Regions from separate parts of the Sus scrofa genome. Here region 2 is linked to region 1. The links are chromatin contacts, called in public HiChIP or PLAC-seq maps. All regions are on one chromosome and are shown on one strand. The core of a region is the stretch at or near the end of the contact, and the rest is flanking DNA. Distances in the headings are between cores, read along the strand shown.

Region 1 (3,273 bases), core at 601-3,100:
CCCCACCCGGCTTTGGCTTCAGACCGCCCCAGTGTCTGCCAAGGGCGGTTGTCAGGATCTGGCAGGGTGAGGTGGGGCACTGAGGGCAGGGGAGTGGGCATCCTTAGGACCCCTCCTCCCGGGCCCTGCCCATGGCCAGCAGCGCACCTGGAACCGGAGGAGCCGGCTGGTGGTCGGGGCCCGGGGGCTCAGCCCAGCAGGGCGGGGGCTGCAAGTCCTGGTCCTGCCCCTGGCCCAGGGACCAGGCAGGCTGCCACAGGAGGGGAGCTGGCAACAAAGGCCTATTCTTCCCGGTTTAAAAAAGTCTTCAAACCCGTCCAACTTTGCTTCGTTAGATGCTCCAGGATGTTTCCCCTTTAGAGGCTGTTGGAGATACCTGGCCGATAAAGGCCTGATTCTCGGAGTCTTAATTATGGCCCCGAGACCTCTGTGTCAACAGTCAGTGCGTGTTTGTTCTCTGCTTCCCCGCAGTGCTAAGGTGAGCACAAGCCAGGTGCCGAGGAATAGAACCCGCTGACCCTAGACTCTTGAGTTCCCTGGGGGGGGGGCCGTCCCCAGGGAGGGAGGTGGCCAGGCCCAGAGTCTGGTGTGTGTCCCGGCAGTGTGGATTCTGGAGCCACAGCCGCTTGACCCCAGGGGCTCAAATTGCTCATCCATAATGGACAACGATGGTCATCAGATAGGGAAGGAGACCCTGGCCAGTAACGAGTGCTCAGGAAGTGCTGGCCAGGAGCTTTGGTGGAGTGGCACTGTCCTGACCTTGACCGCTACCCCAGCCCCTGGGAGGAAGCATCTGAATCCTCAGCACCATCCCCGGGCAGCTGGGTGAGCAGGGAGGTGGACACGAGTCTGGCCTCTCAGCAGCTCTGCCCACATTCGCCCCCACGTCCCACCCCAGGCACAGGGTCACATGCCCAGTGGATCAAGGTGGTCCCAAGGTGGCCACTTGAGGGCTGCCCTGCGTACCCATCCTGGCAGCCCACCATGCCCTGGGCCCTGGGCCTGACCATGCCCTCCACACTCCCTTGGGCACCCCGAGGAGTCCTGGGGTAAGGAAGCCCCTCCCTCACCCTCTGCCCACAGATGGGGAGCTCAGAGATTTGGAAGGACACGACTCAGCTTTATCTGGGGAAAGTGCTCTGATCAGCCTGCAGGATGCAGTTGGGAGGAGATGCCCCCCACCCACCCCTGCACCAAACACCCCCACCCAGAGAGACACACACACACACAACACGTGTGCACACCCCACATGATCCCACACACACACTCGCTAAGAAATGCCCACACAAGGACACCCTGGGCTAGGCCCCCCACTGCCTCAGCATCCAGGGGACAGCAGCTCTGTTCCTGGTGGGGCCACGTGCATGCATGCGAGTGCATGTGCACCGTGGGCTGACATGGGGCTGCCCATGAGTGCCTGTGTCAAGTGCAAATGTGCCTGAGAGGAAGCAGGAAGAAGAGGAGGGCAAGAAACCCCTGGGCCCTCTGTCTGAGGCAGGAAGGGGACAGGGTGACTTGGCAAGGTCACACCAACTGGGTCCAGCCACCTTGGCCTCGAGCAGTGCTCACACAAGCAGCCCCAGAGGAGCTGGGGAAACCTGTCGGGGAAGCTCCAGTGTGGAAAGAACCACAGTCACAGCTCAGTAGGCCCCTCCATCCCGCCCAGGGCACAGAGCCCCCCTCTCCCTCCCTCCACGTATGTCCCTCGGTCTAGGGCCACCAGCCTCCCGCCCGGCCTCCAGCTGAGGCCAGCAAGCCATTTTGAACCGTGATGAGAAGAGGAAGTTCCTGTGGCCCCAAAACAGAAACAGGAAGCTGGGGGGGGGTGTATGGATAAGGAACGGGAAGGAGGACAGGGCGCCCAGCAGAGACACCCAGAACTCCCAGCCTTCCTGGGCCCGGCCTGGCAGCTGTGTCTGGGTGTCTTTAGCTGATCATGATACGGGCCCATCTGCCCCGCTACTCCCTGCCCAAAGCAGACTCCGCGAGGGTTTCTCGGATGCCGGCTAATTGCCTGGGTGTGTTCAGTCGTCCAGGCTTCTCTGGTTCTGGCTGAGAGGGCTCCGTGGGTCTGCTCTCATCGTCCTGTCCCCGCGAGCCCTTGTGGCCGGCCCCACCACCTCTCCCTGGCCCCTGCATGCAGCCGCGTGGGACTCTCTGCAACCCGCCACGTCTGTGCAACCACCTGACCGGGCAGGCGACAAGCCATCTCCCTAGCCGTGAATCTGATGACTCCCATCCCCAGCTCTGTTTGCCCAGCTGCCCTGCAGGACCCAGCAAGTTCCCAGCCCCACCTTGACTCGGCATCTAGACCCAGGACTGTCCTGGCCCCCTTGGCAGAGGCAGGAAGCCAGGGCTCTGTCCCCCACGCACCGCTGCCTCACACCGTGTCCTGGGGCTGAAGGTCCTGGGGCCCATCTCCCCTCTGCTGTGTGTGTATGTGTGTTTGTGTGTTGGTGGAGGAGAGAGGGTGGCGGGGGTCGGGGGGAATGTCTGAGAGTGCTGTGCCCCTGAGCAGAGGGTTGGCAGTGTCCAAGATCATGGGCCACCCTCCAGAACTTGGGGGAGGGGGGGGTCTGGCTCACGCAGGGCCAGGCTGAGTGGGGGGTGTGGGAGACGGGAGGGCAGCTCAGGGAGATCACGGCCGGCTGTTCCTGCCTGGTTTGGAAGCTCCTGCGGAAAGACTGGGGCGAGTGGGCGGGGGCGGGAGCCGAGGGGCCAGAAAGGCAGATGTCACCAATTTCAGTTCTGCCCCGGCTGGCCTGAGGCAGCTTGGGACTTCCCAGAGTGGAAGGACAGGCTGGGGGGTTCAGGCCACTTGAAGGCCGGGGGACCCCTTCCCCACCCCAGCTGGCGGCTGTCTGCGGAGGAGGCAGCGGAAGCGTGGAGATCTGGGGCGGGCTGGGGGTGCTTCCCTGGGGTCCCCACTCTCTCCCTGAATGGCCAGAGCCAGTCCCCTCGTGCTAGTGAGCCCCAGGCCAAGATCACGGCCACAAGAGAAATTCTTGGCCTTCTTGTCCCCACCAATGAAGGCCTAAGGGTATGGCTGCCCCAGAGGCAGCAAAGAAAGATTTCCAGGATGGGAGAAAGGGAAGCCCAGTGGATGCCTCTCCCCATGCCAAAGGATGAGGCAGAAACCACAAGAACCCCCAAAAACGGCTCCCTCTTCTCAGCTCCTCAAGTTCATGCCCCACAGGGGGAAAGCGGGGAGCAGGTGGGGGGGGCAGCCCCCTGCCTCGGCCCGGGCCCTCCCCTTGCAGCCCAGCCGGGCAG
Region 2 (3,109 bases), core at 515-3,014, 140 kb before region 1:
CCATGATCACAGAGGGTCCCCCGTTCAAGCCCCTGTCTCCCCCTCTTTGGCTGAGGGGTCACCCCTCCGAGCCCCAGTTTCTCCGTCAGCCACCGGGGCTGAGAGCACCCAGCTCTGGGCGGGTTCACTGATGGCCACTGTGTGGGGTGTGGGGACCAGCACAGGGGACCCTCAGCGGGAGAGAGCTGCCACACGGCGGCCTCCCCAGAGCCAGCAACCCACCCGTGCCCCTAAGGCCTGCCTTCCAGCAGCTGCTTCCGCCCTAGAGACCCGACCTGAGGCGAGAGCCGCAGGCAGAGCCCAGTTTATTGAGACTGCTCTGGGGTCATGTGACCTGCCTGCTCCATGTTTTTGGCCCTCAAACTGTCTCCGAGACGTGTGCCAGGTAGAGCTTGAAGCTGGCCAGGGCCACCTTCCACCCCTCTGCCCTTCCAGTACCAGGCGCCTCTCAGGAGCTGGGCCAGGGACTCGGGACCTGTAAGTCAGACGCGCTGGTACTTAGCCCACGTCAGATGCATCACCAGAGCTGAGAAGGGTGTTCCGAGGAGCTCTTCCTCCCCCGCCAGACCCTCGGGCCCCTCCCTGCGTCTCTCAGCTGGATGCTGCCCCACTTGCTCTGCCTGGATGCTCAGGTGGGAACTGGACTTTGATGTGGCCTCAGATCCCCTCCGCCCTCCCTCTCGGCTGCTTCAGAGGCACAAGGCCTCTTGTGGGGCTTCTCGGGGCTTCGCTTTTGCCTCCGAGAGCCCTCTCCTGCTCTGGCCCTCGGGGTTCACCGTGAACCTCATCACCAAGACACTGTCCTAGAGAAGCTGTGGGTTGCTTTCCATTTTTGTTTGAAGGATGCAGACAGACCTCCTAAAACAGAGTTACAAAGCGTGACCCCAGAGTTCCCATCGCGGCTCAGTGGTTAGCGAACCCAACTAGCATCCATGAGGACGTGGGTTCCACCCCTGGCCTCACTCAGTGGGTGAAGATCCGGCGGTGCTGTGAGCTGTGGTGTAGGTCGCAGACACGGCTCGGATCTGGGGGTGGCTGTGGCTGTGGCACAGGCCGGCAGCTGCAGCCCCGATTGGACCCCTAGCCTGGGAACTTCCATATGCTGTGGGTGCGGCCCTAAAAAGACCCAAAAAAAAGTGTGGCCTACTTGTAATAAACACTCACCAAGTTCACATGGGATGGTCTGACATCATGAGAGGCCCTTCCTGGGAAGGAGCCCAGAAGATCCCTCCCTGCCAGATCAGCCATGCGAGCCCAGGTGTAGCCGGCGGCGGGGGGGGGGGGGGCAGAGGCCCTCTGACTCCACATCACTGTCCTGTCCCCCAAAACCAGCCTGGGCTTTGGGAACCAGAGTCTCTAAGGGGGGCTGGTGCACCGCCCATGGGCCACCAGGGAGCGCCGCGGTCCGTGTTTAGGTCCACCCAGAAGCAGTGCAGCCAGAACTGGGCCCACTACAGTACTGGACTCCCCACCTCCCCTGGGCCCAACAGGCTCCCTCTGGGGGGCAGAGGTGGAAGGTGGGGAGGGTCCAGCGTGCGCCTCCAGTGGGCCCTGATTTGTAAAACAGCCTGGATACCCCTCCTCACCTGCCATCTCCTCCTTCTCCCACCATCTGATCAGGTGGCAGGGGGAGTGGTTCCTGGGGCGGGATACCCCATGGCTCCTCTCAGAACCTTCCAGGCGGCCTAGTCTAAGGATGCCCAGGCTGGGTTGCCCAGCAGCTGATGGGATGTGGCTGGTGGGTGGCGAGCCGTACCTCCCAGCACTGGCCAGAAGAGGGCAGCATTGCCTCAGGACACGCTGGTCTGGCTCATCCCTGCTAGCGCTGTCTTGGTGTCCTGGGGCTCCGGATGGGAGAGGCTTAGTGGGGGAGAAGCCTGTCCCAGCACGTGCTCAGCAGCCAGCCCGTGTCATCCTGGGACTTATCCAGGGACGGCTGTCCCTCCCGTCTCCTTGCCTCATGGTGGTCGGCCTGGAGCCTTGGCCTTGCCCTGCTGACTGGCAGAGGGCTGACACAGTTCATGGGGACCAAAGCCCACAGAAGTCAGGGCTGCCTTGTTCCTCCCAGGGGGCCCCAGAAGACACCTGCACGTGTCAGTGGTGGGTGGGCCATATGTGCCACTGCTCCCTGAGCCGAGGCGGGATCAGACCCTCTCTACAAGGCTTCCCTGCTGCTCCTTGGCTTCCTCCCGCAGACGAGGAGCCAGGCCTTGAGAGGGCATGGCCCGGGCAGGCTCTTCCCCGCCAGCCCCTCCGTTACCTGCCAGCAATCCCTGCCCCTCTCTCGAGTTAATTCCCTGTTAATTCTGCAGGTTGTTGGGGACTAGACCTTAGTTTAAACTCCTGGGGAAGCTCGCCCCACCTCAACCCTCTGTCCTGGGCCGCTGTGCCTCAGGCAGGGGCCTGTGTCTCTGTCACAGACACCCCGCCCCTCCCCCACAGGCTGCAGGGTGCCCGCCTCTCAGGGGGGCCCCTCAGGCAGCGATGGGACAGTTCCGCCTGCTAAGTTTGCTGCTGTGCTGCTGCCCCACAGAGGGGCGAGTCTGTATCTGGGGCTCCCTGCTGCCCCACTGAGGGGCGCCCAGCCCCCACTCGTTCTGGCGCCTGAGGTCTCAGTCATCTTTAGAGAGCAAGTGTCACCTCCAGGCCTGTCTCCCTGAGGCCAGACCCAGCCCAGACCCGCCACCTCACCGTCTCCTCAGAGAGAACTCAACTCGGTTGTCTCAGACCAGCCCCATCCTGAGCATTTGATGGCCTTATGGCCTTAAGGACATGCTCCCGTCCTGCGGGCAAGATACTACTCTCAGGGGGCGGGGGTGAGGCACAGACCTTGGTCAGCCGTCGGTGCAGACCAGTGGCCGTGGCCTTCAACCTGCTGACCGGGTTGAGGCAGGCTTTACATTCTGACCCAGTACCGTGTAAGCAGAGACATCCAGATAGTGACCAGACACCCTTCCCACAGGGTTTCTGTCCATCCTGTGCCATCGTTTGTGCCTCTTCCCCACACCCCACGCGGCTGACGTCACAGCCCACAGTGTGAAAGCGCCGGTCCAGACAGTCTGTGCTCTCGCAGACACCATGGGACACTGCTTACGGAAAAGTGAAACGA

Evidence for each region. HiChIP or PLAC-seq counts read pairs in DNA pulled down with a chosen protein or histone mark.
Region 2: an H3K27ac HiChIP or PLAC-seq map of alveolar macrophages shows a contact between it and region 1. The contact joins two enhancer-like sites. A contact is called at or near these places in 1 of 47 Hi-C or Micro-C datasets (fibroblasts) and 1 of 2 datasets of contacts at active chromatin or transcription factors (alveolar macrophages).

What each region holds. Positions count from the first base shown.
Region 1 is chr6:43,051,313-43,054,585 of Sscrofa11.1, reverse strand. No RefSeq gene overlaps it. Among named protein-coding and RNA genes, the nearest start is that of CEBPA, 33 kb to the left of the region's middle. Within about 2 kb of position 1,850, at least 15 of the 83 cell types and tissues checked have an H3K27ac peak or open chromatin away from gene starts, as enhancers often do. A contact at or near this core is called in alveolar macrophages, where this site is marked.
Region 2 is chr6:43,193,581-43,196,689 of Sscrofa11.1, reverse strand. All of the region lies in intron 11 of PEPD (xaa-Pro dipeptidase), which reads left to right. Among named protein-coding and RNA genes, the nearest start is that of CEBPG, 30 kb to the right of the region's middle. Within about 2 kb of position 1,764, at least 19 of the 83 cell types and tissues checked have an H3K27ac peak or open chromatin away from gene starts, as enhancers often do. A contact at or near this core is called in alveolar macrophages, where this site is marked.